Linked DNA regions of Cricetulus griseus: region 2 is linked to region 1. The links are chromatin contacts, called in public Micro-C maps. All regions are on one chromosome and are shown on one strand. The core of a region is the stretch at or near the end of the contact, and the rest is flanking DNA. Distances in the headings are between cores, read along the strand shown. Region 1 holds the start of Slc7a1 (high affinity cationic amino acid transporter 1). Region 2 has its middle 45 kb from the start of Slc7a1.

Evidence for each region. Hi-C and Micro-C count contacts between places; a contact is called where the count stands out from the background.
Region 2: a contact with region 1 is called in a Micro-C map of the CHO-K1 cell line, with 3 times the contacts expected there. The contact joins the enhancer-like site here to the promoter of Slc7a1 in region 1. A contact is called at or near these places in 2 of 8 Hi-C or Micro-C datasets (the CHK-Q cell line and the CHO-K1 cell line).

Annotation. Positions count from the first base shown.
Region 1 is chr4:84,248,293-84,253,419 of CriGri-PICRH-1.0, reverse strand. It overlaps Slc7a1 (high affinity cationic amino acid transporter 1), which reads left to right and starts at 1,978. Exons shown (of 13, transcript XM_027413708.2): 1 at 1,978-2,109.
Region 2 is chr4:84,293,541-84,298,667 of CriGri-PICRH-1.0, reverse strand. No RefSeq gene overlaps it. Among named protein-coding and RNA genes, the nearest start is that of Slc7a1, 45 kb to the right of the region's middle. Within about 2 kb of position 2,002, at least 2 of the 6 cell types and tissues checked have open chromatin away from gene starts, as enhancers often do. A contact at or near this core is called in the CHO-K1 cell line, where this site is marked.

The DNA.
Region 1 (5,127 bases), core at 729-3,228:
GAAATACAGGTTGGTTTTTTTAAAATGTGGAATATCTTGGTTTTCAAGCCAAAAGTCAGTTTAAAAAAAAAAAATCAGGAGCTGGAGAGACGACTCATTGGCTAAGAGCGGCATTGGCTGCTCATCCCGGGTTTGCCTCCCAGCACCCACAAGGAGGCTTACAATCACCTATAACGCCAGCTCCAGGGGAACTGATGCCATCTTGTAACCTCCATGGTCACTTGGCGAAGTTATGTTATATACAGAAAGGAGCTGAAGAAAACACTTTAAAGTCACTCTCCCTGTATACTAGAGGTGGGGGAAGGCACACCAGAAAACCAACTGATTAACATTGCTTCAGGATTCTCTTTTGTTTAAGGGTCTAGGCAGAGGGAACTCATTATTCTGATAGTTTAAACTGGCTAGCCTAATTTCTTGGAAAGTCAGTTTAGTTTCAGCTTGGTGGTGTGGAATTTTTTTGTTTGTTTTGTCCTTTTATTTTTCTAGACAGGGTTTCCCTGTGTATGGTTGGAGCCTATCCTGGAACTAGCGCTTGTAGACCAGGCTGACCTTGAACTCATAGTGATTCCCCTGCCTCTGCCTCCCAAGTGTTGGGACTAAAGGTGAGCACCACCATCACCCAGCCTGGTGGTGTGGGAGGGACATTACCATTTTGATTTTCAGCTTGCTCTGTGGGAGCCTAGTATACTAACTTAGTCCCAAACAAGGACAGCCTGTAATTTTTCAGAAAACATATTTTTTTATATAAATGGCAATGAAATAATTCATAGAGGACACACAATAAATGAAGTGGTCAAGTTCTCATTGGATGCTGAAGGCAAAGCTGGCAGGCTCTGATAGATTAGAGGCTCTCCCTCTGTGAAGACTGGGATACCCTTTACAGTGAGATCCGCTGATAAAGGCTTCCAAAAGTTCAGGAGACCTCCTTACAAGATCGGCATACCGGTCATATCATTTCATCACTGCGTGATTTTTCCATTCGCTGTTTTAAAACAACGTGTGTTTGGTGCCTTATTATAATTCCAAACACTGCTCAAAGTGTTCCTATGTCATCGACCTCCCTCTATGTGTTCATTAAAACTGTCTGCTGGGAAGTATAAATTAATAAATCATTGGTTAATTCCACAGGAATATCATATCTGTGGCTGACAATGACCCCCATTATTGATAAAGGACGCTTAAGAACACACATATCATCCTTTTCTCTTTTTTTTCCTACGAAGACTGCGAGGCCATGGCGGTATTTATATGGTCTGTTCCCCTCACCCCATGTCCCATGATTATTGGGCCTTTATGTATATGCATCTAATTTTTAAAAGCTTTTTTTTGTGTATTTGTGTTTTGTCTGCATATGTCCGTGCATCATATGCTTGAGTTACAGACAGTTGTGAGCCACCATATGGGTCCTGGGAATTGAACTGGAAAAGCAGTCCGCGCTCTTGACCACTGAACCATCTCTTCAGCCCCATAGACTGTAGTTCTTGATTTTGGAGCAGAGATCTGAAGGAGTCTGGGAGGCGAAGAAGAGATTTGGGTACTAAGCCTGGGGTGAGTCCCTCCAGGGTGAGCTGCCACCACTGGCCCTAGCGAGGAAGTACCATATCAAAGGGAGGGGTTTTGGGGCCTTTCCTGACAAGGGCGAGGCTGAGGCGTTAACTAGGGCATTATTGTAAAGAAGTCCAACGACAAAAGATTTACAACCAAGTCCTAAAATTTCTTTAAAGTGTGTCTCTCATCCAGTTTGGAGCATGAAACCTGGTAAGGTTAGTTGTCAATGGCTCTCCATGTGGGGGTTGGCACAGCTCAGCCTCTGTTACCCACCAACTCTGGCCCAAGCAGGCTTGAAGCTTCTGGGGACCAAGGACAAGCGACAGGGAAAGCCCGGTTTCGGGTGTCCCCGCCCACAGGGGCGCGGCCGCGCGGCGCTGTCATTGGTGGCCGAGAAGGTGACGCGCAACACTGGCCGTGGCCGCGGGGCCCGCGGAGGGCGGCGCGCGGCTGATGAAACCGGCTCGGATCCCTCCCGCGCGCGCCATCCCCTCCTCCAGCAGGTGTGAGCGGTTCTTTACCAGCGGTCCCCACCCAGCTCAGCATCCCGTTGCCTTCTCGGTGAGTACGCGACTCGGGTGAATGTCCAGAAAGCTCTAAAAGCCTGGGTCACCTCTCTGTGTGTGGGAACCCAGGGTCTGGCGTGGCCGCTCAAGCGAGGCGAGGGTTCTTCTTTACCTCTCCATCTCCGGGGATACGTGCGTGGGACGCACACCCGTGTTCCGGTCACCTCTTCCGAGTCCATCTTGGTCCTTTGCAGGCACGGCATGGTGCATGATGCAACAGCGAGGGGGTGTGAGCACGGGTGACCCGGGTACTCTTGCCACGCGTGGCCGTGAAGGGCTCCACGTGGGCGCGGGGACTCGTCTACGCTGACTGCCTCCGGTGGCATCCGGAGCCGCCACTGCCTGGGAGATCTTCCCTTACATGGCGCGGTGCGCGGCACCCCGCCCCGCCACGCGGTCCCGGGCAGTGTCGTCAGCCGAGCCGCGAGCAGGGTGGACTCCATCAGGTCCCCAGGCCGGTCCCCTGTGAACGGAGACTTGGGATTCCCGCTCTCGGGGTCGCTTCCGTAGTCCCCAGAGATGACTTTGGAGGGACTCTTCGGGTGGGTTTTCCTTGTGACCTGATTCGGCCTGCACAGACTGTTCTTCCAGATGGTGTGGAGTGGGAGGAAGTTCTTCCGGCTCCATAGACAACCTGTGCTCAGCGTGTTCCTCTCTGCGTAGTGGAAGACTTCCTGGGCACGGGTAGGTCACCATCCACGCTTGTCCGCAGAGCAGCCTGGTGCCAGTATCGCTCTCTCCAGTCCACTTCCTGGCGTGTTGAGATAGCCTGACATGTGCCGTCAGGAAAACAAAACAAAACAAAACAAAAAAACTGCATTTCCCAGCACCCACGGTTATACTTTCACGTGCTGGAGGACAGGGCTGGGATTTCAAACATAGGTATATTTTCCCTAAAGGTGAGTAAAGTTGCACTAGAACCCCGAACATTATTTCTATTTGCATATCCTAGCTGTGATGGAGTCAGTTTGTAATTTACTTGGGATTTTTTTTTTTAACATTTCTTGCCATTCATATGTGGTTAAGATAATAGGAAACCACGATACAGTCATCCCCCTGTTATTTTTAGTTGGTCTCAATGGAAATTATTATTTTTATGTGAGCACGCCCTTTTGTCAACAAAACCGAAGGGCTTAAGTCATGTGACCCAAATAGAAATTTAGGGGAAAGCCAACATGTGGATTGAAACAGCTTTGAAAAGTTTAGCATTTTGAGATCATGTTTTATCTAAGGCTGAAATTTAGAGGGCATATAAGGGGGGCTTAAATAAACAAACAGAACAAGAGTTAAATAGAAAACAGAGACACCTCAGTGGCTGGTTTTAGATTTATCTATTTATTAAAGGTCTGAAAACAATCCTAATTCCATTAGGGATTTCTCTTCTAAGATACATGGTCATCTCTCCACCCCCACCTCACCCTGTACCCCACTGCCACGCACCCCCTTCATATAGGCCAGACTGGTCTTAAACTTGCTACTTAGCAAAAGATGACCTTGAGCTTCTGATCCTCTTGCCTCCCTCTACCTCCCAAATGCTGGGATTGCAGGCATTCACCCCCAGATCCAACCCAGGGTCTCCTGCATACCAGGCAGGCACTTCACCAACCAAGCTACACCCCCAGCTCAGATAGTATTTAAAAATTTAAAACAGCTTTCATTTATTATTCTTGTGTGTGTGTGTGTGTGTGTGTGTGTGTGTGTGCATGCGTGTGAGTGTGTGCGCGTGCGCAAGCTGCACATGTGCACGTGTGTGCCACTGTACATGTGGAGCCCATTCTTTTTTACCTTTATGTGGGGCTTGGGGATCGAACTTGGGTTGCAGGCTTGCATAGCAGACACATGGCAAGCTGGGTTATTTTGTAGGCCACAGATCACATTTTCTGATGTATTTAAGTCTATTTATTGGTGTTTAAGTCTGTTCTCTTTTTACTAAGCCCTGTAAAAACAAGTAACAGCATGGTTGTGAGATGCCCAGTGAACTGCACCTTCCTCCTTACTAACCATGGAGATAGAGGTGTCTATTAACACTAGGGAGAAGTGGGAAGAAGGAAGTCCTTGTTAGGGAAAGAAATGTCCAGTAACCCTGGGGACATCTAGACATCTGTGCCGTCTCACCCACAGGCATCACCTGTAATGTCATTTCACCTAGTTCTTAGTCACCACTCCAGGCAGGACCTGTAGTTAACACCTTAGTGAGTGGCTCTCAATCTTCCTACTGCTGCCACCTTTTAATACAGTTCCTCATGTGGTGACCTCCAACCATAAAATTATTTTTGTTGCTACTTCATAACTGTAATTTTGCTACTGTTATGAATTGCACTGTAAATATCTGATATGCAGAATATTTGACACAAGACAGGGTCCTTTGACCCCAGGGATCCTGACCCACAGGTTGAGAACCAGTGCCCTTGTTTTTGTTTATTGTTTTCTTTTTTTGGTCTTTTGAACCACATGTGAGGCTGGGGAGGTGGGGAGTGGGTGTGGGAGGGTGGTGTGTGTGTTTGGGACTAATACTAGGGCCTCTAACATGCTAAACATATGTTAGCTACTCCATCACCGAGTTGCACCCCTGGCCTATTGCCTGGATGAATTTTAGCAGTAGATCAGGTAAGATTGGCTTAGCATTTCTGTGTGAGGAGAGGGCAAGTGCTGCCCTGAGGGGATGGATCTTAGGCTGCATGGGAGATGGACGTTTGCACAGTTTATATTTATTCCAAGCTTTATTATTGCTTATGTGTCTGTGTGTCTGTGTGAATGAATGCCACATGTTTGTGAGTGCCCCTAGAAGTCAGAGGGGGAGTGTTGGATCCCTTGGAGCTGAAGTTACAGACTGTTGTCAGATGTCTGATGTGGGTGCTGGCCAAGAACCTGGGCCCTTTAGAGCAGCAAGCCCTCGTAAACACCAAACCATCTCCCCGGCACTGGAAGTTAGGACTTTGGGAAAGCCACAAAATAAATTGGCCATTTTATTTTGGCTGATTTATTTGTTCGTTCATTCGTTCGTTTGTTCGTT
Region 2 (5,127 bases), core at 753-3,252, 45 kb before region 1:
AATGGGGCATGTAGGGAGTGACCATGAATGGGGTGACGTTTGTTCTTTTTGAGGGATGGGCTTTCCTTAGAGAAGAGGGAAATGGCCTTCCTTACACTGAGTATGGCAGTGTGACTATGCTAATAACTACACTGTGCGCTGGGAGTGAGTAAATTGTGGTTCAATGAAACTGTTCTGCTAAAAAGAAGTTTAGAAACAAGACACAGAAATCCCCCTAAAGGAAAACCCAAAAAGTTTGCTCTTCATCTTCCTCCCAGTGAGCTATCTCTTCCCAGGTACCTCGTCCCTATCTAATGGTTTGTGGAAGGGATGTAATGACACCAGTTGGCCTCTGGAGGGCCGCCGGAACACAATCCAATTTTTACGAACTGGGTTGGGGTGAGAAAAAGCAACGCTTCCCTGGTCGTTGCTGGAATGTGTGGGTCAGCTTTGAACTGGTCTGGAGGTGGGCGCAACAAGTACAGGAAAAGCTCAAGGGCCCAGCAACAGCTGGAAGGAAGGTGGCTCTGGGTGTTGTTTGTCCACTGCTAGTGGGTTCCCATCTAGGGAGGGGAAGTGAAGAGACTTGGGACCAGTGAAGAGGGGCATGCTAGGGGTTTTTATCTGCCACTCCTCCGCGCCCCGAGAAGCTAACCCCACTGAGTAGCAAAGCAATAGAGTCTGCCACTCTAGAGTAGAGGCAAAGAAGGACCCCTCAACCTCAGTCTTCCGGAATTACTTAAAATGAGCCTCAGTCTAAACCAGATGCCAGCATGAGGATCACCTTTTAAAGAAAAGGTGTTGACAGCCAAGCACTGGGCCGAGCTCCGGGAGTCATGTTGAAGAGAATGAGGAGGAATTATATGAGCAAGTGTGTGTGTGTGTGTGGGGGGGAGAATCAAGATCAATGCGGGGAATCCCACAGAGACTGGAGCTCTTGGGATCTCACAAACTCTAGACAGCTAGGGAGCCTGTGTGGCACTGCCCTAGGCCCTCTGCCTGTGGGTGGCAGTTGTTTAGCTTGTTCTGTTTGTGGGGCCCCTAGCAGTAGGACCAAGATCTGTCCCTGGTGCATGAACAGGTTTTTTTGGAGCCCATTCCCTATAGTGGGATGCCCCACTTAATCTTGAGGCAAGCAGGAGGGGCTTTGTCCTGCCTCAACTTGATGTGCCAAGCTTTGTTGACTCCCATGGGAGGCCTGCCCCTTTCTGAGGAGTGGATTCGGTCCTGTGGGTGGGGTAGGAAGGAGGTGGGGGAGGGAACTGGAGGAAAGGAGGGAGAGGAAACTGGTTGGTAAGTAAAATAATTTTTTTAAAGGAAAAAAAAGAAAAGGTGTTGAGTTTGAAACGCTGAGAAAGCAAAATTTTCCCTTGGGCTGGAGAGATGGCTCAGCAGTAAAGAGCAATTACTGCTCTTAGAGACCAGGAATTTGGTTCCCAGTAGCCACATTAGGTGGCTCACAACTATCTGAAACTCCAGCTCCAGGGGACCTGTAGTCACAGGTACATAACCACACACAGACACCATCAGTACTCATAACCAAAAATAAAATAAATCTTAAAACACTCAACAGTGAGCTGGTTGGTGGGGTGGCTCATGCCTTTAGCCCCAGCACTCATGAAGCAGAGGCTGGAGGATCTGAGTTCAACACCAGCCTGGTCTACAGAGCAAGTTTCAGAACAGCCAAGGCTATACAAAGAAACCCTGTCTCGAAAAACCAAAAATCAAAACCAAAAAATAAAAAACAAAACTTCAGCAGTGAAATACATTTGTAAAAAAAATCCATTTATGGTGTGTATTTTTGTATCTTGAACTTCCAGACAGAGCACGGCACTTAGTAATGGGCAATTGGGTGGGTGGAAGGAGTTCAGATACACACCATGATTTCTAGTCGCAGGTCAGGGCAGTTAGTCCAGGTGGCCAACAGAGGGCGCTATATACCTAGAGGAGCAAGGCGCGGTCCCAGTGCAGAGCCTATCTGAAGACACAAATTCAGCTCTCTGCTTGCAACAGAGGCAGAGATTGCATCATCAAACAGTGAAGAATCCCAACATCCGCATGCAAGGAGGCTGGGAAGAATCGGACATCCTCCTTGCATGGCTGTCCCCTAGGCATCAGGAAGCAAAGTCAGCAGCTTGAAGGACTGAGTTTTTGTTCACAGGGAAGGTGTTCAAGAGAAGAAATGAGCCCAGGAAACCTCACTGTGAGTTAGACCTTAAGGTACATCTCTGGCCTTTGTCTGGTGTGCATCAGAAGTCAGGATTACACAGAAATCCCTGTAAACTACCCAGTAGAGTGTCTACTGGGACTGTCCCCCAACAAGGATTAGCCTTGCAAGGAACAGTATTTCTGGCAAATCAAACCTTTCCCCATCTGTTAAACCAAGTCCACAGGCACAGGGGAAATAGAAAATAAGGGTGTTGGATGAGAGCAGAGCTTTCCTGCCCACTGGGCTCCACTGCCTGCAGGTGTGAGCTTGCACTGATATCCTGGGAGTCTCAAGCCAGGCAGATGGGTTCAGAAGCAATAGGATGAATGAAGCGAGGCAGGCTGCACCTGTGTGGAACTGCTTCTCTGAATTTTGTCCCAACCATATGTCTGTTTCTTCTTTGACTGGTCCTTGGGTTTGTTGTCTTTCTCTTTGTTGTGATGAGAAACTCTGCACCAAGAAGATGACAGGCAGGCATTAATGGGAATGGAGATGGGATGAGGGAAGTGTGTTCTTCAGAGCATTTGTCCTGGACCCACCCTCAGGCATGTCCTCTATGTGCAGCCATCCTGTCACAGGAAGGCTGCTCAAGGACAAATCAAGAAATGATGGTATCAGATCCAGTGGAAAGGGTTGTGGAAGGAGCCTGCGGATTGATGAGCAGGAAGGCCAGGAAAGTTTATTTCCTGTGTTGGTCACCATCTGGAGCACAGTACACTCTCAGAGCCAAGGGAAGAGGGAAATAAGACCTTAAAAGAATTGTGCTCTTGCAATGAAAACCAAAAACTTTAGTGCTAGTGGTTGGTTCCTGTCTCAATTTCTCCCCCAACACCCCCAGCCTGATCCTCTTGTGGGAGGAAAGAGGGGCATAAAGCCCTTGTCATATGCTGAACACCAAGGGCATCACACTTAATAGTGGCACAGCTTTCTTCAGGAGAACCAGCTCTGACAGCGCATTGCTATTGACCTTGGAGGTCACTGCCTGTGACCAGGTCTGGCTATCTGCCCTCAATAAGCCAATTTTAAAAGCCAAATTAAAAGTGGAAAGCAGAAAAAGGAAATTTACTCAACGTGGCCACCCTCGGAAGAGGGACAAAGAGATCCTCCAAACCCATCTTCGTCTTCAGGGTCCTGGAGTGAGATCAGAGTTCAGACAGAGAGCCAAAGACATGCACATCTAAGCATCCCTGGTCTTTCTGGTCCCACCTACTGCTGGTCTTTGTCTGGGCTTTGGCTCATGCTGTAAGGTGGCCTGACAAATTGTTAAAACTGTGTGAAATCTCTCTCCAGAGTTAAGCTTCCCTTCTGGCTGGCGTCTTTCCTTCTCCCAGTATGAGATTTCTGGGCGAAATTCCCGTTGGGGGAGGGTTTCACTGTGTCAACAATCTGATAGTTGGTGTCTCTTTAGGATATTTTCATTTCTGCCAGGCGGGTTACAATGTCACAGGGGTCCTGTCAACTATTCTAACTCATGAGTGTAGAATCCCATCCGTAAGAAGCCTATGCCACCAGTTGAAAACCTGAATGTTCATGGAGAAGAACTAGGGAAAACTTAAAGATGGAATCAGGCATTTGTAGGAACTGTTTCAAGTGGCTGACAATCAGATGACCAAAAAGATGAGAATCACCCAAACTCAAGGGAGCTTGAGGAGACAAAGCAGCCTGTGGGGATAATGTGGCATGTGGAACCCTAATCATGTCCTGTTTAGAGAAAGGTACCCTGTGGGCCCAAGATGCAGCAAAGAAGAGAAGGATTGGGCAAGCCAAAATGTCAAGGAGTGGGGCCACTGGGCAAGCTTCAGGCTTTGCTCTGTACAACTATCTCCAGGGTCAGCAGGGATCCATCTCACACCCCAAGTCAGAAGAATTCCTAATTATCTCTACCTTGACGCTTGCAAAGAGAGCCTGTCTGACCCATTATTCACATCCAGGGGCCCCTATGCCTTTCTTATTGTAAGTCTAGGTTTGGTAAAGGGAAGTTGGTACAACAGACAGAGAGCAGTGGTTCTCCCTCTATCACCACCGGGACCATTGTTCTGAATGACAACACAGTGGTAGCTTCAAACAACAGAACTTTTTTTTTTTTTCTGCAGTTCTGGAGGTCACAAGTCAGAAGTCAGCATGTCAGCAGGCACGCTCACTCCCTCTTGGAAGGTTCTAGAGAACATAAGCCCTTTTGCCTCTTCCAGCTTCAGGCTTCTCTAGTGTCCTTGGCTTGTAACTGTACTAGCGTTCTGGTTCTATCTTTCCGTGGCTGCCTTTAGTATGCTTCAGTTGACATGTTGTGGGGTATCCACCAGAGAAAACTGCTTGGACACAGGTTCAAGTCAATAGTAAGTCTTTATTAGCTGGCCGATGACTACACTGGATATTTGGGCCCCCCTCCCCCCTGCCAGTGTAGCCCCGAGCCTTTCTTGGGTTGAGCTTTTAAGCACAACAAAACACACTCTTGGTTGACACACCTCAGTTAGCAAGAACAGTTAGCCAGAATCAAAACTACAGAAGCCAAAAAGCAAGGGACTTAGGGACTTTCCCAGAACTACAGATTTTGTTAGATTAGGTCTTTGCTTTCATTTTTGGCAGATGGTGCATCATACATTCTAGGTTCCAGGGCCTGGATGGCACTTCCATCATGGTATCAGCTGTGTTAAGGTCTTGGGACCTCTAATAACGCCCTCCCCTCTTTCCCTGATAAGGGCCCTCACCATTGGATGCAGCTCCTGCCCTAAGACTTTTTATTTTGTTTTGATTTTGTTTCTTTTGAGACAGGTTTCTCTGTATAGCCCTGAAGCTCACTCTGTAGACCAGACTGGCTTCAAATTCAGAGATCCACCCACCTACCTCTGCTTCTGAGTGCTCAGATCAGGGGTGTGTGCCACAACTGCCCATCTGACTACAATGATTTTACCTCAAGATGTTTAGTTACACTTGAAAAGGTA